7 separate regions of the Mus musculus genome follow, and regions 2, 3, 4, 5, 6 and 7 are each linked to region 1. A link is a contact called in public Hi-C and promoter capture Hi-C data. All regions are on one chromosome and are shown on one strand. The core of a region is the stretch at or near the end of the contact, and the rest is flanking DNA. Distances in the headings are between cores, read along the strand shown.

Region 1 (2,959 bases), core at 205-2,704:
AAAAACCAAAAAACAACAACAACAAAACCAAGAGTCCCAATGTAGGTTCAAATTCTTCCCCAGAGACGGATGCCAATTGTGTGGTAAGAGTATTTAAGTTAAATTTGAGTTTTCTAATATAATCCCCCCAAACATGACTTTCTATACTCCTAGAGTGTCTTACTATTATTGTGACCAAAGCAACTCGGGGAGGAAATGGTTTACTGAGCTTATACTTCCATATCATTGATCATCATGAAAGCAGGTCAGAACTCAAACAGACAGGAGGTTTTTTCTTTTTCTTTCTTTCTTTCTTTCTTTCTTTCTTTCTTTCTTTTTTTTTTTTCAGTGCCAGAAATACAATTACATTCAGGAGGTTTTTTCAAGTCAGGGTTTCTCTGTATAGCCCTGGCTGTCCTGGAACTCAGTCTGTAGACTAGGCTGGCCTATAACTCAGAAATCTACCTGCCTCTGCCTTTGCCTCTGGGATTAAAGGCATGTGCCACCACATGGCAGCCCTCTTATCTCAGCCTTTCAAAAGATGTGAGATTATAGGCATGAATTGCCAAGTCCTGTTTAAAACACACATCTTTATTTGAGTGCCTGTAGTCAGCTGGGCCCTTTATATTCCTATCTCACTTACAAACTCTTTTAAGAGGACTTGTGACAATTTCAAATTTACAGCTTTGGAAAGCAAGAGGAAGTAAGTATCTAAATGAATATTCGAGGCTGATTTTGAAGCTTTGCTGTTGAATTACACTGCCAAGGTGGTTAGTCTATTTTAGGTTTCAGAAGGTCTCTTAGGTGAATAAAGAGAATGACAGCTCATCCAAGTAGAGAGAACTGACCGGTCTGGTAAAGTAAGCTAGTTAGACAGCCAGTTTCCTGGGCTTGATTCACTGACATATAAATTAGGAACAGCACAGATCCAACACTTCAGAGGCAGAGACAGGCCAGCCTCTGATCCTTAGGAACTTCAAGGCCAGCTTAGGCTACATGAAAGTCTGGTTCCAAAACAGACACACAAAATAGGAACAGCATTATCTGTTGTAAACTGCTTTAAGAATCAAATGTGATTATGATTGTAAAGTACTATGTTCCAGAGATCATAGAAAATGAGTGATGTTGTTATCACTATTACTTCCCGTGCTGTGAATTAGGTCCAGGGTTCTATCACGGACCAGCACAACGAACCCCTCTTTTTGTAATAGTTATTTCTTCTCTTCCTGGTCTTTCATCTCTACGGAACACATTCCAAAGAGACTACATTTTCCAGCATGCCACATTGCCCTTTGACCTCTGCGAGACTAAAAAGATGCGCCATAGTACGCCAGGAGCCGGAAAACTCAGACTCCCGGCTTGCAGCGCGCGGTCCTCCCTTAGACTCGAGGGGCTGCGGGCGCGTGGTGCTCTGGGAGCTGTAGTCAGCGGCGCGTTGCCCTGACGCCGGCCGGGCCCGGGCGTGGGGGCCTGTGGGAGGTGGCGCGGCCGGGCCCAGCTGCGGGGCGGAGGTGGAGGCGAGGCCTGCGGCTGCGGGGAGCGGCAGGCCGGGAGTGGGCGCGGGAGCCGAGCCGAGCCGAGCCGAGCCGAGCCGGAGTGGGCGCCGGAGGCCGGCGCGGCGAGCAGCAACCATGTCGGTGTTCGGGAAGCTGTTCGGGGCTGGAGGGGGTAAGGCGGGCAAGGGCGGCCCGACCCCCCAGGAGGCCATCCAGCGGCTTCGGGACACGGAGGAGATGTTAAGCAAGAAGCAGGAGTTCCTGGAGAAGAAAATCGAACAGGAGCTGACGGCTGCCAAGAAGCACGGCACCAAAAATAAACGCGGTGAGACGGCTGGGGCCCCATCAGACTCTCCACTGGCTCTCCTAAGGCTCCCCAGGCCCGGACTCCACTTTGTCTAACTCGTTTCGGGGTCTCTCTCGACTCTGGAACTCTCCGGCCAGACTTCTTTCGTTGTCCAGCCGAGCCGGGGATCCCTTTCCATCTGACTCCTTCTGGGTCTCCTTGAGCCGGTTCACTTGCATCATCAGACTCCCTTCAAACTCTCCCTACCCTGGCAGGCCTCTTCTGACCCAGATCTCACAGCACTTTAACTTTGCTCAGTCTGTTCCACTCTGTTCCATTGTATTCTTTTCTCTTTGGCCTCACCCATCTTCCCAGCCACTGCCTCTACCCCCACCTTGGTTCATTTCTTTGCCCCACCCTATCATTTATGTGTTTCTTGGTCCACCTCTGTCCTCTCCTGAGCCCTTGGTGACGTCTGAGCTGCCTTCTGCCCCTGACTTAGGAGTCTTCTTGAGAAGCTTCCTTTATGGAGAAAAAAGAGAACTGGGGAGTGAAGAGACCCTCTGGGACCCGCTCTGTCTGTTCACTTGTTGAGTGTACTTGTTAAGTTTTGAGTTCCACATCCACCGGCTAGGAGCTGGCCACTGGAAGACCTAAGATGTCGATAACCCTGTGATTCTCAGAGCTTCCGTGTTGTAAGCCTTACCCTCTTGTGACTCACCACTTCCCCGTTCCTCCTGAACCAGAAATGACGAGGACTCTGCCTCTGTTGACCCAGTCCTGTTGTTGATTGGAACTTGAAAGCTTCTTTGCTTCCTGTCTAGGAATCGAAACTGTCTAGGAAGTACCTTGTAGTTTTCTTCAGTGAGATGGATGTGAAAATGTGTGAATGACTGTAAAGAAAGTCAAAATGCTCATGTGTGTTTTTGTTACAACAATGTGAGCATGAATCATAGCGTGACAGGTCACCCCTTGAGAGTGGGCCGAAGTTGAGAGATAGAGAGAGGTGGGGGGGGGGGGCTGGCTTAGGAATCATGCAAACAAGTATTTAACCCAGAAGGTTACCAGGGAAATTTCTTCCGGGACTGTGACCTTTAGTGGATTTATCCTCCTAAGAGTGTTTATAATATCCAGTACTAGTAGGGGCTTAACTAACATGGGAAACATTAGCTTGTTTTGTATCACAATGATAACCTAT
Region 2 (2,959 bases), core at 292-2,791, 2.7 Mb after region 1:
TATGTGTGTGTGTGTGTGTGTGTGTGTGTGTGTGTGTGTATGTATATATAATATAACATAACATATATAATATATATAATGTTTTGTCTGCATGTATGTATTTGTATCACATGTGTGCTTGGTACACAGAGACCAGAAGAAAGCTTCTGGTTTCCTGACATTGGTGTTATAAAGGATTTTGTGCCATTATGTGGGTGCTAGGAACCAAGCCCAGGTTCTTTTGGAAGAGCAGCAGACACACTTAACCACTGAGCCTCTCTCCAGTCCCTAGTTACTCGTTTGTTGCTGTTAGGCTCCGATAGAAGAAACTTTGCAAGTTTGTTTTGGCTTGGGTTGTCGATGACCGTCTATGTCTACCATTGGGAGGACCTCACAGCAGCAGGAGTTTGGAGCAGCACGCTTGAGGATTCTGCCTCAGAAGTAGAAAAGAAAAAGGAAAAAACAAAAACAAAAAACCAAACAACCCAAAATCCATCTACACAATTGATTTTGAGGCTGGGCATGGCTCAGTGAGTGAGAGTGCTTATTGACTAAACATGAAGGTCTCAAAGACCCAAAGTAAAAAGCCAGGCATGGTCACTCATACATCTTTAACGCCAGTCCAAGGCAGAGGAGAGGAGAGGATGGATACGGGATCCCTGCGGCTTTCCCTATCTCAAGGGAATAAGGTGGACTATAATAGAGCAAGACACGTGATATACTCTGGCCTCAGCAGCCATAGGTACATGCATGTGAGTGCATATGCCACACCCGTACCCACACCAATACCCACCCGTGGCACACATAATTAAAGGATTTAGGGGTCAGGGCCACATCAGCTGACCTAGAGATAGTTTATCTGGCTGCCAAGCTGAGTTCGTTGGCTGGAGGCTTGATAACTGCCCACGTGAATCTCACTCTGCGGGACTTCCCAGGAATGATCAAGAGCGAGGAAAGAGGAAGTCACAATGTTTTTCTGTCTTAATCTCGGAACTCAAGCTCAGTATTTCCCCAAAATTCTATGGGTCACATTGGTCAGCGTGGGAGACTGTGAAGGCTTGACTATCAGGCACCAATCACATCACTGCCCATTAAACTCCATTCCTAACTGGTCTGCCGCACTTATTTCAATGCTGATTTTTGCCTTCCAAACATTTATCGCATTAAGGATTCCCTATCTATTATGTGACTTACTGACTATAAACTCCATGGAAGCAGAGATGTTCACTGGTCTCTTTTTAATTTATTATGGTGATTTGTTTTTGTCTGAATTATAGCATGGTAATGTTTGTCCTACCCCTTATATTGTAGATTTCTGGCTCAGACTTAGAACTGAGTTCTAAACTGGGGGGAGACCGGCTGTAATCAGGAGAATTGCCCCCAGTTCGAGGCCAGTCAGAGCTACACTGTTGAGACCCTGTCTCAAATCAAATAAAAAATTCATTAAAGCTTCAACCTTCGGTGTCTAATTAGGGGAGAGCAGGAGGAAGACGGCGAGGAAGCGGTGGACCTGGTAAAACCCGCTGAGCGGAATCTGCTGCTGCTCCCAGCACATCGCTTCCGGGTCACGAGGGATCACTTCCGGTGCGGCGGCGCGGCGTTCCGGGAGGTAAGTATTGAGGCTCGGATAACCCGGCCGAGGCTTCCCGGCGGGCGGGATCGGGGCGGCGTTGCGGGTTACAGCGGCTTCCGGGGTTGCGGAGGGCAGTTATCTGTAAAGGCAGTCTGCGTTCCGAGGAGACTGGGGCCCTCGCGAGGGTTGTGCAGGGCCAGGGCCCAGCCTGCCCTGCGCCGGGACCAGCCGGGGCTTGGCTTGTCGGGTGTGCCCTGGATGGCTGTGTTACCTCGGGCATCTCGATCTTCCTCTCCCGGTCACTTTCCTTCCCCGCAGAAGGCTCCCTTGGGCCTGTGCGGAGGATGCGAAGGCCGGGAGCGTATCAGTGCTTAGTTGCAGTGTGTGCTTGAGAGAAAACTGCCAGAGAAAGGGATGGGGAATGCGATAGCCTCCCCGGTGTCTGCGGTTCCAGTGACCTGACACCTGGAAATAGAAAGTGGAAGACTCCAGAAACAAACCGCGCATGGCTTTGAATTTGTGTGTTTTGAGTAGCTCAGTAGTGGAGACTCACCCAGCGTGCTTGAGTCCCATGTTCAGACCCCAGAACTGTTCTTCCCGGCCCTAAGATAGTAGCACGATGAAGTTTTACCTCTTCCTGCTTTACACGTAGGTCATCGTCTTGCTTGGCGTATCCCTCTGTATACGCTACCCCCTCATTAGTCACGTAGGACAGCTGCCTGTGTAACCCTCATATCAGCACAAGAGTAGTAATGATAGCCTTTGGGGTTTGCTGAAAAAGGTGCTATTTTAAACAGCCTTTTTTTTTTTTTTAAAGGAAGATTCTTAGGCTAAAGTTGCTAAGCTATTTGGTGAGAACAAAATTTTTGTTGTTTTTCCAAGACAGGGTTTCTCTGTGCAGCCCTGGCCATCCTGGAGGAGCTCTGTGGGTTGGAGGCTAGCCTGGTCTACAGAATAAGTTCCAAGTCAACCAAAGCTACACAGAGAAACCCTGTCTCGAAAAAAAAAAAATCAAAATTAAAAATCAGAGCTGGTGATATGGCTGAGTTGGAAGAGGGCTTACCCAGCGTGTAAAAGCCTTGGTTTTTATCCCTTGCATCCTAAGTCTGGGGGTGGGGCAGAGCATGCCTATACTGTTCTGGGCTGCATAGCAAATTTGAGGGCTCCATGGGAACTTTGCTGAAACATCAATAAGTGGTAGTTTTGTTTTTGAACCTCACATTGCCAAGGTTACAGCCATAGTGTGTAGTAAATGTTTACTTAGTTAGGATAGAGATGGCATCGAATTTGTGAGTAGAAACGGACAAAGACTGCCTTACGCTATGTGAAGGCTTCAGCCAGGCCTCCCCTGAAACAAGAGCACAAAGCCACTTCCTGGGAATAAGGGATGGTCACACAGGTTAGGGA
Region 3 (2,959 bases), core at 255-2,754, 2.6 Mb after region 1:
CCACTGGCTTGTCTTATTACTGAACTGGTAGAGTTCTTTAAATATATCCTAGTTCAGCACTACCCAATATAACTTTCTGGGATAATGAAAATATCTGTCCTGTAATTTCAAATTACTCAGTGCAAGATCCACCAGCTACCCTGAGCACAGCATTGGCTGATCAGAAGCATAGTATAGCTGAGGAGCTGAAGCTTAAATTTTACTTAATTGGACTAAGTTCAAAGAGAAATTACTGCAGAGAGCTAGTGACTGCTGTATGGAGGAGTGGTCCGACTCCCCGCTACATATCTGGAGTGATACTGAAGAGAAGCAGCATTGCTGTATTGCAAAATTCTACATGTTCACAATAGTTAATTAGCACACATCTAGGCTGTCATCAGAACGCAAGGGCTGAAATATTTCCTTCCTTTTAAAGTATTAAAAGTAACATTTCACAGAATAATAATAAAGAGTAAATAAGATAACATATGTAGGGTGCTCAGTACTCTTTCTGCCTATATTGTGAGCTCGGTAATCAGAGCTACACATTAGTTCTGGCTTCCATTTTTGAGTCTGTTAAATTTGCAGACCAGCGCATCCCTCAACCCTTCCTGGAGTAGACAGCAATTAACACGGAGACCCAAAACTGGTCAACACACAGAGAATAAGAGATCTTGGGACACTCAGCCCTAAATGGGATGTCTACAGCATCCCCTTTACCTCAGGGCTCATGGGCGTGGGTCTATGTGGAAGAGGAGAAGGATTGTTTAAGAGCCAGGGGTGATAAACGGCTTCCAATAAGCAGTTTTTCAGGGATTGTGTCAGTATGCACAAGACCCACAAAAGCTCAAGCCATACAAAACACAGAGAAGGGGGAGTGGGCACAAAAGACCCAACTGTAGCCAAAACTATTCATAACTGATAGCTGCTGGGAGAGGGAAAATCAGTTTTCTTCAGTGGAGTGACTGGGTATATCAACCACTCTCCAGGGCAGGACTCCATGCTTAGTTTGTTTTTTACTTTAGAAAGAGGAAAAATAGAGCATGAGTTGGGTGTGTAGGGAGTTGGGGGAGGATATGGAAGGTGTTGGGGGAAGGAAATGAATATGATCAAAATATATTGTATGAAATTTTCAAAAAAAAAAAATCAAACATTTTAAAACGCTCCTCTCCGTTACCTGTATAGCTCACAGGTTTGAAAACTGGATAAACCCTCACTCACCAGCCAATTATTAATAATCTAAGTAATGCATTAACCATAATTTCCCAAAGTGGATAAAATCAAATGTTACGATAACGCTCCCCTCCCAACCGGACCCTTTTAAAATTGGCCGGGCTGCGGGAGAGAACCGTGAGTGACAGCGCGTCCGGCCAGTCACTGTCACTGGCCAATCAGAGGTGGCCCCGTCTTAGGCCCGCCCCAAGGCCCGGCCCAATCGGGTCCCGGTGGCGGCGTGAGCAGGGCGGTTGAGAGGCGGTCGGTTCCAAGTGGGTCCCGGCGCGGGGGAGAGGACGGCTTGGCAAGCAGGACCCGTGAGTGAGGTTCGCACGCCGCGACTCAACTGCCCCACACTGCGGCTGCCGGGCACGGCCCTGCCAAGCGGGACCGCCGCGACTGACCTTTGCCGGGAGCCCATTCTGGCAAGTGGCGTGTGCCGCGGGTCCCTGGCGTCCCCTCCGGCGCGCTCTTGGAGCCACTTCCCGGAGCGGAAGTCTGCCTGCTCGGGCTCCGGTGGGACCTGCTCGGAGGAATGGCGCCGCCGGGTGAGGCGTTGCGCATGGCTCAATAGTGGGGCCCCGCGGCCGACACGCTTTGGGGAGCGGGGCGTCGCCCGCGGGAGGCTAGTGCGGACCACACGGGCGCCGGCTAGGCGCGGTTCCCCTCCCCTACGGGGCAGGGGCATGGGCACGGGCGCTTTCGGGGTCGAGCGTGTGGCGGAGGCTGCGAGCTGGTGAAGTGCTGGGGACCCGAAGGGTTGGTGGCGGGGCGTGCGACGTGGGACTACGGGTCCCCGCAAGGCCGAGCGCGAGCCCGGGCAGCGCGGAGCCCGAGCCTGGCCTCCTCCATTCATTCGAGTAGTACCAGCGGCCTACGCCTGTCACAGAGAGCCACCCCTGGCATCATGAAAGCTTTTGAGCATGTCACTAGACTTTCTTCGACTTCTAGGTTCCTTTTCCCTGACAGGGACAGGAGACTCACAGGTCTGTCTGGGAGCTGAAAGCCTAGGGTATGAAGTGATATTACGGGTGCAGACTTGTAACCGGCCACGTATTGATTGTGAGAACAGAAGCCAGGGACTCAACAGCTTAGTTTCTCATCTGGTATCTGCTTCGCAAGAGTTGTGTTAAATGATATTTCTGTGCTTGCTTTTAACAGTGCCGGGCAAAACTCAATGCTTGGTAGATTCTGAGTGGATAGGTGGGAATCTTAGTGTATTCAAGTCACTATTTTATTTGTTGGTAAAGTGGCTAAAGTCAGAACTTGCATTGAAACTTAAGTTTGAGTTTCAGTTATTTGTCTCAGGGCAAGGGAGTGGGCACCTACTTAAGAACCTTTTTTCTTTTCTTTACTTAGATAGGGTCTAGGGAGCTGGGAGTTGGTTCAGTGCAACTTGTGGATCTGAGTTCAAATCTTAGCACTGGGTATGGCTGGCTGCATTGTGCACGTAACCCCAGCATTGGAGGGCAGAGACCAGCAGATCCCAAGAGGTAACCATCTAGTCTAGCAAAAATGGTTCTAGATCAGTGAAAAGGCCCTGCCTCAAGGCAAGAAGGCATAGAACATCAGAGGAAGTCATCCTGTGTTTACTCTGGCCTCTGCATGCCTGTGCACTGGCATACACTTATGTGCATGTACCACAATACACACAGAATAGGTAGGGTCTTACTATGAAGCTGGGGCTCCAGCTCAGACTCACCATCTTGCCTCTGTTTCCCTAGTCCTGGAGTGACAGGTATGAAATAGTTTACAAACCATTTCT
Region 4 (2,959 bases), core at 275-2,774, 2.5 Mb after region 1:
CTTGATGTAAATGCTATATAAATAACATTACATTGTTTGTGGAATGACAAGTCTGTTCATGCTCAGGACAAATGTAATTTTCCCCAAAGACTCTTGATCTGCTGAATGCATGGACATGAATTCCACACACATGCCAATACAAGTCTACTTCTACACTAAGCTTATGACCAATCTGGGTTTCTATATTAGAGTGACTCTAATTCTCTAAAAAAAAAAAAAAGGATGTTGAGCTGTAACACCACCAAGAAAACAGGTATAGTAGTCACTGTCCTGCTGTAAAGACAAATTTTATATATGTGTGTGTGTGTGTGTGTGTGTGTGTGTGTGTGTAGTCTCAGGTACTTTTCTCTCATAGGAGTATAGACATGTGTACAACAGTTGCTCCCTATTTCCTACTCCCTGACCAGCAATTATTTCGCTGGCAGTCTGAGTCAGAGGAATCCTATATGTGAATCCTGCCCATGTGTATAATGAAAGCTTTTGTACATCTCAGTTAGATGCTGAAATAGTCTGTCTCGATACCCCCTGGGTATATATATATATATGTATACACACACACACACACACATATATATCATTAACATATGTGTGTGTGTTACTGGGAATACCTAATAATGATAACAAGCACCATTTATTTTATTCAGAGCCAGATACCACATCAATCGTTAGAGCAACGGCCTGGCAGAGAGGAACGTGGGGCTGAGAAGAGCTTTGTGTGTGCTGACTTTGATCTATCTAACTACAGTGCATGGTATAAACGAACTAACTGCTACACTCGATTAGGTGGAAGAATGGAGGAGTTAAAGGGCTCAAACTGCTGTACCAGGTTGCATGGCAAACTGCGTCACCTTGGGCGCTAAATTAACTTCTTACCGACCCCACTTTCTCCCTCTGTGGAATGGGGATCCAGTGGTGTTTCAAACGAGTTGGGGAAGACATAATCAAAGGGCTGAGCAGCGATGAGTAATTCATTTTACCGCGGGATCAGGTCTGATCGATTTAACGGCAGCACCGCGCCGTTTGGGGCACTGGGCGGCGCGCAGAAATCAAGTTTGAAAGTTGGGAGCCTAGGGAACCCCCGCAGAACCGGCGGCTCACTTTCCGATCTTCGGTTTCCCGCCTCAATCCAAATGGGTGGGTTGGCCGAGCTACACCCACCCTTCCCTCCCCGCACTCCTCGGAGACCCTCGTAGGTGGGGAACTCCCACCGCCCGATAGGCTTGGGGCGGGGGCGGGCCGGGGGTGGGGCCTGGCGAGGGTCGGGGCCGCCGCCCACCTGCCGCCGCTCACCTCTAGGCTGTAGTTGCCGCGGATGGCCGTGAAGTCATCCAGGGCTTCGGCCGCGCTTCCCTCGTCCAGGTTCAGTTCCTGGCACAGGGCCTGCAGCGCCTCCCTGGCCGCGGCGACCGCCGCCGCCCCCTCGGCGTGGGGCTCGTCCTCGAACATATCCCCCTCCGGCCCGACGGGCGGCGCGACCGGCTTCGGGGTTTTCTTTTCCCTCCCGGCGAGCTACCCACAACCCCCCGCGACAAAGCGCGCGAAAATCGCCTTCTTGAGCTCGCCTTCCCTTCATCGTCTGCCTCCGCTTTTCTTCTCAAAAAGTCCCTTTCTCCTCTGGAGCCCGCAGCAGCCCGTCTCCCGGAATGGGATAAGAAGATGGACCTCGGACTCTAACGGAGATCTAGCTCGGGCCCTGGGTGGGCAGCTGCGGGGCTCCGGGCCGCGGGGACGGACGTGAGAGAGCGGGGCGGAAGGATCCGAGCCGGTGCTGAGGCTGCCGGGACTGTAGCTCGCGCCCCGCGCTCTCCACCGCGGGTTCCCTGGTGTGGGTGACTTGGGACTGCGAGTCCGTTCACGCTAGTGGGAAGCCTTCTCCATGACACTGTCCTGTGGACCCTAGGTTTGTCAGCTCCCCGGCGCGCCTCCAGCCCGCTCTCACTGAGCTTTGACCCTCGATGGAGGTGGAGGCGGGAGCTGCCGAAAGTGGCTTCTTCACGTAGAAGCGCCACGTCAGAGACTCCCAAATCTCGCCAGAAAGGGATGCAGGGACAAGGGTTTGGGGTGACGGGTCTCAGCCTCACTCCCAGGATTCTGGAAACTGTCCCAGTAAATAGTCGTTTCAGGAATAGAGATGGTCCTCGCGCTTACCTGAAAGGTGTTTTTAAAACCTAAACTAGAACCTGATCGTTTTCACTCAGAATCCTGCACGAGATCATTTTTTGTCTTTAAAATACAGAAAAATAATAGCATTCAGATGCACCAGGTAACTCGTAACCTTGGGAATATCAAGCTAGTTCTCAGTCGCAGGAGGCTTTTCTCCGTGTGTGAAAATGCTATTGTGCATATCTTTGCATACCTTGCTCTTCATCATTTAAGTCTAATTTTAACCTTCTCAGGCCATTACTGAGCAGTACATCTATAAGCTGACACCTAACTTCTATTTCATCGTCTCCATTGTACCTTATCTGAAATTGTCATACTTATTGATCAGCTCTTCCAAGAGAGTTGGATGGTAGGATAGAATCGTTTGCCTTCACTGTATTCCCTGATTTGGATTATTTCTCTTCTACACTAAGGACTTGGGGCAGTGTGTTTGAAAATTACAGAGTAGTCCTTGTTTGGATGAAGGAGTCACTAGAGAAGAAAACAGGGACGTCAAGGCAAGTTATGAAGGAGTTCCTATGCCCCACTAAAGCCTCATGGTATACTCAAAGCAGAGATTTTAACATGTTAATGATGATTAATTTGTTTTGGACAAAATCCACTGCTGCGGGTATGGCCTCGTGGAGACTACCAAGTTTGGAGGTAGTAGAGTGTTGTCTTACATGACGTATCGGAAGGAATCGTTGAATTAAAATACAAAGGTGTACTGCTCAAGGAAGAGTCCTGATATAGGGAGATGGAAAGCTCTCTAAATCCCTAATAGGCAAATGACAACAGACCAAAGAAATAGCTCCAG
Region 5 (2,959 bases), core at 280-2,779, 2.5 Mb after region 1:
GGAGTCACTCCAGTCTGGCCTCAAGGACCCCAGCACTATATATATATATATATATATATATATATAACTATATATATATAACTATATATATAACTATATATATATAGTTAAAATGAAATCTTGCCAGGTGTGGTGGCCTACACTTTTAATCCCAGTACTCAGGAGTCAGAGGCAGGTGGATCTCTGAGTTCGAGGCTAGGCTGGTCTATAGAGACTACATAAGACAGGCCCTGTCTTACCCCACCCCCACCCCCAAAGTTACTCTTCTGTAGAGGGAGAGAAAAAGAGAAACGTGAGTTCCTATTTTTAAGCTTTCTTTCTTTTTTTTTTTTCCCCCAGAGCTGAGGACCGCACCCAGGGCCTTGCGCTTGCTAAGCACTCTACCACTGAGCTAAATCCGCAACCCCTTTTAAAGCTTTCTTAAAGTCAGTCCTTCAGTTAGGCACAAGGGGCTCCACCCCACAAGAAGTAAAGTTCACTGAATTTGAAAATCATAACCACGGAGGGGCCACTTTCCAAGCGAACACCTCCGGGGATCGATCATGCAAGGGGTTAAGCTTCACAGCCACCAACCAAGAAAAAAAAAAAAAAAAAAAAAAAAAAAAGTTGAGCAGATTCAAAGTGTTGACGGGAGCAAGACCAAGAACCAGAAGCATCCCTTAAAATTCTTAAAATTCTTGAGTGGCCAAGTTGTGGAATGTTGGGGTTTCAGTGAATAACTTGCTCTTATGTTGGAAGAGAAATTCCCTTAGTAGCACTCTGCAAATACAATGAGCACATACTGAACCCTACTAGGCTATTATGATAGTCAGTGAGAATCCAGAGATTAAGCACCTTCCCTCCCCTTTAAGGAAAACCCCAAATTCCGGGACCAGCTTCAGAGTTAAACTTAAAAGCGCTCAAAATCTCTCATGGGGCCAAGTGTTCCGGGAGCTGCGGTTAGCACAAAAGGGTCTCCCAAGCCAGGTGAGCCTGAAAGACCGCAAGCCACAGCCGGAGGTCTGGGGTAAAATCTTCTAAGAAGGGCGGGGATCGCTCCTGGCAGAAGTGACAAGTTCCCGAAAAGACCCTTCTACCAAACCTCCCTGGGCCTCTACTAGGTTCGCCGCCCAGAGTGAACCGATGGGCTTGCACTTCACCTGTGCCCACCTCGGGTAGCCCGTGTGTTCGCATCCCGACAGGGCGCCTCCTTCTCCAGCGGCGGGTTCCCGCCAGCCGCTTCCCCCAGAGACCTCCCCCTTAGGATGCCTCCCATGTGGACTCTCCCTGCTCGGCCCCACGGTGGCCATCCTTCGTCCCTCAGGCCCGCTACCTCTGAAGATGTCCAGCACTTTCTTCTCTCGGAAACCACGATTCTCTAAGAAGGAGCACACGTCCTCCGGTTCCCAGGTTCGGAGGTCGGTGTTTTGGAAGTCGTCGTCTGCAGACAGATTAGCTGTTGCAGGAGGAGTGCTCGGTGGCGTCCTTGGGCTGCCATCGCAGCGGGGTCGCTTAGCTGGCTGCTCCAAGGGTGCGCTCTGCATGGCTACCTCCGACACCCGGGGCTGCGAAGTTAAGTACCGCGGCACCGGCTCGCGCGCAGCCGCACTGACACCACACCCCAAAAGTGAGTCCATTCAGTTTTGCCAGCCTCCAGGCCTACTGCGCAGGCGCCCCGGACATCAGCCCTGGGAGCGTGGCCTCCCCGGGGCGCTCGCGCCCGGCCCATTGCGCAAGCGCAATGCCTACGCGATCGCCCTCAACTCCGCCCTTGTGTTTCTCCGAAAGGGTGGTGTTATTAGAAAAGCAAAACTGAGTTGTGGTTAAGAGTGGAGACTTTAGTGAGGACAAGGCCAAAGAGGGCATCTGGGGCTAAGGAAGGTTCACCACGCTCCAGATTAAAAAGGTCTTCTGGTGAACTGCAGGTATCTTCCTGAAACAAATACGTTTTGCCAGGTTTCAAACACCCCAAGCTGTAAACTTGTTAAAATAAAATTAAAAACAAAAAACAAAAAAACCCTATAAGGCAACAAAGCTGCCACTCCTATCCCAGAGCAGAAAACAAGGGACTGGCCCAACTGGAAAACCCTGAAGTGATTGCCAGCTGGTTGTCGGACTGTCCTGTTAGATTCCACATTCACAGTTAGTTGGCAGCAGACCGCCCTATTATTTCCAAATAGACAGTATTTTTACTAATTACTAGTCAGTGTCCAAATAGCAGGCTTTCTTTTTTTTTTTTTTTTTTTTTTTTTTTTTTGGCGTTAAGCCATTTTGGGACAGACCCCAAACTTCCCCATAAATCTTTATCCACCCATTACTAGTACAACGACCACTAATTTACGACACCTCTTCAGAAACCAAGACACATACACATCTAGGTATTTTAACGTCAGGCAGTACAAATGAGATGTTTAGTGGTGAGCCCGACAGCTGTAAGTGATGCTTAGGCATAAAATACAAGCTTGAGAGCCGGGTGTGGTGGCGCACGCCTTTAATCCCAGCATTTGGGAGGCAGAGGCAGGCTGATTTCTGAGTTTGAGGCTAGCCTGGTCTACAAAGTGAGTTCCAGGACAGCCAGGGCTACACAGTGAATCCCTGTCTCGAAAAAACAAAACCAAAAACAAAACAAGCTCGAGGCCCGATGTTCATTACCCAGCAACAAACAAACAACAGACAAACTAGAAATCGGATGAACCAAAATATTCTTAGCAAACAGTGCTGATGTGATCAGGGCCCTGTTCTAAAGGCTTTACAAACATTCATTTAACGAATTTCAGATGTAGGAAAGTGAAGTATAAAAGCTGGGAGAGAGGGCTGGAGAGATGGCTCAGTGGTTAAGAGCACTGACAGTCCTTCCAAAGGTCATGAGTTCAATTCCCAGCAACCATATGGTGGCTCACAATCATCTGTAATTGGATCCTATGCCCTCTTGTGTTGTGTCAAGGACAGTATGGTCATATACATAAAATAAATAAATAAA
Region 6 (2,959 bases), core at 166-2,665, 2.4 Mb after region 1:
TGTTCTGCCTCTCCTTGCCAGGGGATAGCACGGTTTCCCTGGCAGCCTAACACACGGACATTGGTTCCAGAACAGAGAGCCGAGAAAGCCTGCTGATCTGGGACCGGGGTCCTGGGCAGGTTAGAGGGGGGGAAGGTCAGCCTTGGCTGACTATCCCCACTCACCCATCAGAACGTGTCCTCTAAAACAGTTTTACCGCGGGTGGGAAAGTGCACATTGGGGTCCTTTACTCGGTGTCTTATCCATAATCCTCCTCACCGGAAAAGTGGGAAGAGAAGGTGGGGCACTCTCCCTGCTTGGTCAGCGCCCTGGACTCTTGAGCCCGGATGACCAGTCCTCTCCCGCCCCTGCGCCTCCCCCATCCCCCCCAGGTCCCCACCTTGAGATAGTCGTTCTCGGAACGCAGCTCTTCCAGCTCCCGCACCAAGCCTCCGGGCCCACAGTCCAGCATCTCCTCGGTGAGGTCGGAGAAGGCTAGCGAGGCGCTGAGTGGCAAGCGGCTGCTGCCCACCGACGATGCGGCCACCGACGGCTCATCCGGGGAGGCGGGAGGCCGCGGAGGCTGCTGCCCCGACTGCGCTGGCTGGGGCGGCTGCCCGGTGCGGGTCCCCGCCGGGCCGCCCGCCGCAGACTCGGCGTCGCTGCTCAGCGCCAGCTCCAGGCCCAACTGGCGCGCCTCCTCCGACGCGCAGTCCGACACCTCGGAGCTACTGTCCGTGAGGCTGGGCGGCGGCGGCGGCGGGCGGGGCCCGGTACCGGGACGAGGGCGACCCTTGGCGCGGACCCCCGTGCGCACCCCGGCCACCCGAGGCCCCGTGCCTCGGGTACCAGGAGCCACCGCGCGCCCCTTCTTGTCGGGCCTCGCCGAGGACGCGGTGCCACAGGCTGTAGCGGAGCCCGGGCCTGTGCCGCGGCGGCCTTTGGCCAGAGACCAGCCGGCCACGTCCTTGGGCCGGGCTGGTGATGGCGCGCGGTGGCTTTTCTTCCTCTCCGCGGCGGGCGCGGGCGCAGGCGGGGGGCCGTAGCCCCGCGCCGATGACTCTCCCGCTGGCGTCTCCATCGCGGCCTCCCCGGGTCTCAGCGAGCGGCGCGCATGGCCCGGGAGTGGCCGGCTTGGGTGTCCCTGCGGCGGGTCTCGGATGCGCTCCCGCCGCTCAGGCCGCGACTGCGCTCCGGTCTCCTGCGTCCGGGGGCTGCGCTCGGGCCCTGCCCCGCGCCGCGCGGCCTCTCCGCCACTCGGTGCTCTCAGCGCGCGGCCCGATCTCCTCCAGGCGCCGCGACTCCGACTCCGGCTCCGCCCGGTGCCCGCCCCCTCCGCCTCGCCGCGCCCCCGGAGTGCGCCCGGACCCCGACTGCAGCCTGCTCGGCGATCGCCGCCTCGGACTCCCAGTCCGGCTGAGGCCAGGGCCCCGGCTCCGCCCGGCGCGGCCCGCCCCCCACGCAGCCCCGCCAGCTCCCCGCCCCGCCGCCTCGGCTCGGGGGCGCGCGGCTCGGCGAACAAAAGGCGGACGCGGCGGGAGCAGCGGGGAGGGACGCGAGCGGGGAGCGAGGGAGGGATCCGCGAGGCAACAGCGACCCCCTCGAGGGTCAGGCGGGCCCGGGCAGCCGCGGCCTCGGCTCGCTCCCGCCGCTCCGGGCCGCCGGCCGCTCCTCTGCGGGCTGGGGGATCACACCCGGCCGAGGAGCCTGGAAGCCCGGCGTCGCCGTAGGGGCCTCGTGGACGACAGGAGAGACTATTCCCTGGCAGAGGCCCCGCGGACCTCAAAGGGCCGGAGCCAGCATCCATGCACACCCAGCACCGCGCCGCGCGCCCCTTGTGGGTGCTGAGCCTGCGCGAACTCCGCCCCCTTTAACTGGGCATGACAAACGACCCCATCCTATAGAACCTTAAACTGAACACGACCTGGCACGCGGTCGGTTCTTGGTCTGAGAAGGAAGCAGGATGGATCCTACAGAGTATGCTGGACTCCTTTTGCCTCGTCTATCTGTCCGCTGCCATTGGAACCGTGGCGTTCCGCGTGCATCTTGGATCTTGCACACCCTAGTTGCCTATGAACCCGGGCATAGTCTTGTCTCCCCGACCCCAATTTCATGGTCTTTGCGATTAACTTCAGGCTGTGCCTTGAGGATGCCAGACCGTTAGGTGCTTAGGGGGCAGGTTCTAGGCCGGTTAGGGGCTGGCATGGGACTGTGACCCTGAATACCAACAGGGTCAGATTGACTCCACCACAGACTCCAAGGCCCCAGTATTGGTGGGCATGGTTTCTTTCCTCTTGAGCTATTCAGGCTATCAGAGTTAATTTCTCAGAATCCCTTACACCTTCCTCACCTCTGCCCTCTCCACACTGTGCCTAAACCATAGTAAGTTCTTTGGCCCTGGGAAGGCACTCATCAGCATGGTAGCTGCCCAGTCTCTTGCCACCCAGAAGGTAGCTCGTACACACACACACACACACACACACACACACACACACTATGCAGCCTCTTTTTCTTCCTTTAGACCCTTCTCGGTCTTTCTCTCCCCTTCTCTTTTCCCCCTTCTTTTCCATGGGTTCCTCGTCCTCCTCTTCTTCCCTCATCTTTACTTTGGCTCCTCCCCTTTCTCCTAACCTGACCTACATCATGGCCAACTAGTTCAAGGTCTACTCCTTTTTCTTTTATTGACCCACCATCCACCTCGAAGTACAAGCAGGTCTGCCTAGCACCTGGGAACCCTGAGGACCCTGGGGAGTCCTCCTACACCCAAGCCGCGGAGTCCAGTCCTAGCCTGCTCTAATGGGTCCATTACAAGTTCATTATCGTGATTGTCCCTGCTCTTAAGGGGCTCATTGAAGTGATACAGAGAGAATGTGCAGTTCTTGAAACTTGTTGCTTCCTATAGAACATGGGTTTTTGCAGTGTGAGGGCATATGCATGAGACCATCCTCAGCTGGGTAGGCACTAATGCAGACCATGCTCC
Region 7 (2,959 bases), core at 329-2,828, 2.2 Mb after region 1:
AGTTCAATTCCCAGCACCCACATCATGGCTCATAACCATATGTAATGGGATTCAATGCCCTCTTCCTGTGTGTCTGAAGACAGCAACAGCATATATATGTACATATGTGTGTGTGTGTGTGTGTGTATATATATATACACATATATATTTGTGTATACACACACACACACACACACACACACATATATATATATATATACACACACATATAAAATAAACTTTTAAAAAAGAAATCAATTCCAAGCACCTGAATGACTGCGCCCAACTATCTGTAGGAGATATGTCGCCCTCTTAGGCAGCAGGCACACAAAGTGGTGCACACACAGACACACACACACACACACACACACTGCAGGCAAAACACCCATACTATGGAATGAAATAATTATTTTTAAAAAGAAAAGAACTCGGATTTAGAGTAAAATAAACCCAACTACTAACTCAATGATTCCAGGCAAATTACTTTGCCTTTATAAACTCACTGCATAAAAGTGATGTTCCGGGCTGGAGAGATGGCTCATAGATTAAGAACACTAGCTGCTCCTCCAGAGGTTCTAAGTTCAATTCCCAGCAACCACATGGTAGCTCATAACCATCTATAATGTGATCTGGTAACCTCTCTTCTGGCCTGCAGGCAAACATGCAGCCAGAACGATGTATACATAATAAACAATTCTTGGGGGGTTTTTCTTTTCTTTTGTTTTTTAGTGATATCCCTTAGCATAGCACATCCTGTGTGGCACCATCTGGAGGATGGGACTGATTTTGCTCATTTGTCTGTTTGAGGCAGCATCTCTCACTCTGTATGCTAGACCAGCTTCGCTGTGTAACCCAGGTCAGACGGGGCACGGGATCTTGGAATGTAGCCAGGCCAGCCTAACATTCCTCCCCGGGTTTGGACTGCAGACGAGTCACAGTGTACACCACAACGTGTCTTTGTACAAGTTCGCAGGGGGTGCTGCTCCTTCTGTCCTTTCAAAACACATCCTGGGAAGTGCTAACAACACACAGTGAGGACGGGGTAGCTAGCCCGACACCTACTACTTTTCTATTCCCCCTAGTGGGGTTCTCCCCTGGTTTCAACTTGCCTCATCCTTAGGAAAGAATTTCTCTCTTGGGATCTCAGCTTCACATTCGGATCTCAGAAGAGAACGCTGAGCAAGAGGAGACGTTAGGGTTCACAGAATTGTTTTTTTTCCCGTTGAGACAGGTTGTCGTGACCGGGGACTTACCATCCTCCAGCAGGTAGACAGGCTTGCACCATCGCCAGGCGAGGGAACTTTGGTTTGGTTTTTGTTTTTGTTTTGTTTTCCATAGTCATGAACAAAGTCGTGAATAACGTGTAGGTTTAGGAGAGAACGCACAGAAGGTAACTCCAGTGGGGCAGCCCAGGGCTTCCGGGGACCAAGGACCCGGCTCGGGAGGCGGAGCAGGATGCAAGGCCACTTCTTCTTTGTGTCGCTCCGGGGGACGAGCCGCGGCTCAGCCGGCAAGGAAACGTACAATCTCGGCTTTCCTCGGAGGGGCTGTGCCTCAGTCTTCACAGCGCCTCCTCGCGCACAGATCGCCTCCGGGCCGCACTTGTCCCTTCTCGCTCACCGTCCCCTGGCGTCCGCCGGAAGCTTCTGTCACTTCCGCCCACCGGAGGGGACGCTCGCGTCGAGGCGTCGCCGAGCTTCGGAGCCGACCGCCGCGTGGCCGCCGATTGGCTGCGTGCGCACGTCATCAGGGCCCCGCCCCTCCCTCGGCGGCGCCTGCTCCGTGGAGCTTAGCGAGCCGGCCGCTGGGCAGAGCGAGCAGAGCCTCGGCGGGCCACTGTCCCTCGCTGCCCGGACTACCGCTGCCGCCCCGCGCGCCGAGTCCCGCGGTCCCAGACCCCGACTCCCTTCGGCTTGGCCCGCGCGCCCCACGCCCGGCTCGGGCGGCGCGACGGGAGGATGAGCGGCGGGCGGCGGAAGGAGGAGCCGCCTCAGCCGCAGCTGGCCAACGGGGCCCTCAAGGTGTCCGTGTGGAGCAAGGTGCTGCGGAGCGACGCGGCCTGGGACGACAAGGTGCAGAAGGCCCGGCGAGGGAGGACGGGCCCGGGTCTCCCTCGCCCCGGCCAATCGGCCGGGCGCGGCCATGGGAGCAGGGAGCGGGGTGCCAAGGGGGCCGGCGCGTAGTGGAGCGAGCGGAGCCCCTGCTATCCCCCGCCGTTTGCTCCGCAGGATCCGGAGTAGTTAGCGCTTCTGAAGACTGCGCACGTGCCGGGTGCGGAATCCCTGAAGTGCGTTTACTTTGCACATTGCGAGGGGTGGCTCTGTCCTTGCTCGCTTAGATGAGAAAGAAGACATGCCCTGTGAGCTTTAAGATTCGAGAGCCGGTTCTAAGACCACCTTAAGAGGGTGTGAGTTAGTAAGAAAGTCGCTAGACATGGGTTAGAAGAGGTTGGGGACTTAAAGATGCACTCGCTGGTCATCTCCAGAGGATCTGAGCCTGGACGCCTCCTATCATTGCTCCATTCTGTGATCTTCAAGCCTGTCACCATTCAGCCCGATTCTAGATGGTTTGAAAAGAATGCTATATTTGGACTCCTTCCGTTGTTTGGACTGTTGAAATTGGGCTTCCCTCCCTTCAGTTCCGCCATGGAGGGGGGGAGTACTTCCTGAAGGTGCCCTTGGCCTGCCCCCAGCCCTGCCCAGCTCTTGCAAAACCTGTCGTCTTTGTGAACTGCTGTGTCATATTTTTTATCTTCCCCGGTCCAAGGACTGGTGTCTGGAGTCCAGGGCAGTTCACAAACCTGAGTGCTCTTTGTTGGGTGAAACTTAGATGAGCTGGCACAGGCCTAAGCACACACTTCTCCACCACCACACTTTCCTAACTCTGGCTTTCTCAAAAGTCGCTGTACAGGAAGGGTGGGAACTGAAGTTAATAGTTTTTCTTCCTGGAGACTCTCTAGAACTTAGCTGGCCAGCCAAGG

The links. Promoter capture Hi-C pulls out the DNA fragments that hold promoters and counts their contacts. A called contact is a pair of places that touch in the nucleus more often than the background predicts.
Region 2: a contact with region 1 is called in a promoter capture Hi-C map of liver, with 4 times the contacts expected there. The contact joins the promoter of Manbal here to the promoter of Chmp4b in region 1. A contact is called at or near these places in 2 of 39 promoter capture datasets (liver and pre-B cells).
Region 3: a contact with region 1 is called in a Hi-C map of pre-B cells, with 5 times the contacts expected there. The contact joins the promoter of Rpn2 here to the promoter of Chmp4b in region 1. A contact is called at or near these places in 2 of 484 Hi-C or Micro-C datasets (B cells and pre-B cells).
Region 4: a contact with region 1 is called in a promoter capture Hi-C map of liver, with 6 times the contacts expected there. The contact joins the promoter of Rbl1 here to the promoter of Chmp4b in region 1. A contact is called at or near these places in 2 of 39 promoter capture datasets (liver and pre-B cells) and 2 of 115 datasets of contacts at active chromatin or transcription factors (bone marrow-derived dendritic cells and thymic regulatory T cells).
Region 5: a promoter capture Hi-C map of liver shows a contact between it and region 1, with 5 times the contacts expected there. The contact joins the promoter of Samhd1 here to the promoter of Chmp4b in region 1. A contact is called at or near these places in 3 of 39 promoter capture datasets (liver and pre-B cells) and 1 of 484 Hi-C or Micro-C datasets (B cells).
Region 6: a promoter capture Hi-C map of liver shows a contact between it and region 1, with 4 times the contacts expected there. The contact joins the promoter of Soga1 here to the promoter of Chmp4b in region 1. A contact is called at or near these places in 3 of 39 promoter capture datasets (liver and pre-B cells).
Region 7: a contact with region 1 is called in a promoter capture Hi-C map of liver, with 6 times the contacts expected there. The contact joins the promoter of 5430405H02Rik here to the promoter of Chmp4b in region 1. A contact is called at or near these places in 3 of 39 promoter capture datasets (liver and pre-B cells).

Annotation. Positions count from the first base shown.
Region 1 is chr2:154,655,572-154,658,530 of GRCm38.p6, forward strand. It overlaps Chmp4b (charged multivesicular body protein 4B), which reads left to right and starts at 1,455. Exons shown (of 5, transcript NM_029362.3): 1 at 1,455-1,800. The coding sequence starts at 1,611.
Region 2 is chr2:157,366,053-157,369,011 of GRCm38.p6, forward strand. Manbal (mannosidase, beta A, lysosomal-like) reads left to right here and starts at 1,542. Exons shown (of 3, transcript NM_026968.3): 1 at 1,542-1,588.
Region 3 is chr2:157,277,594-157,280,552 of GRCm38.p6, forward strand. Rpn2 (ribophorin II) reads left to right here and starts at 1,505. Exons shown (of 17, transcript NM_019642.4): 1 at 1,505-1,742. The coding sequence starts at 1,730. Mroh8 (maestro heat-like repeat family member 8) reads right to left here and starts at 1,956. Exons shown (of 25, transcript NM_001039557.4): 1 at 1,599-1,956. The coding sequence starts at 1,882.
Region 4 is chr2:157,203,010-157,205,968 of GRCm38.p6, forward strand. It overlaps Rbl1 (RB transcriptional corepressor like 1), which reads right to left and starts at 1,525. Exons shown (of 22, transcript NM_011249.2): 1 at 1,291-1,525. The coding sequence starts at 1,446.
Region 5 is chr2:157,133,567-157,136,525 of GRCm38.p6, forward strand. Samhd1 (SAM domain and HD domain, 1) reads right to left here and starts at 1,530. Exons shown (of 16, transcript NM_018851.4): 1 at 1,313-1,530. The coding sequence starts at 1,523.
Region 6 is chr2:157,077,850-157,080,808 of GRCm38.p6, forward strand. Soga1 (suppressor of glucose, autophagy associated 1) reads right to left here and starts at 1,416. Exons shown (of 15, transcript NM_001164663.1): 1 at 380-1,416. The coding sequence starts at 1,060. It also overlaps a transcript of Tldc2 not described here.
Region 7 is chr2:156,861,367-156,864,325 of GRCm38.p6, forward strand. It overlaps 5430405H02Rik (RIKEN cDNA 5430405H02 gene), which reads right to left and starts at 1,579. Exons shown (of 3, transcript NR_027914.1): 1 at 1,233-1,579. It overlaps Rab5if (RAB5 interacting factor), which reads left to right and starts at 1,756. Exons shown (of 4, transcript NM_026124.3): 1 at 1,756-2,051. The coding sequence starts at 1,938.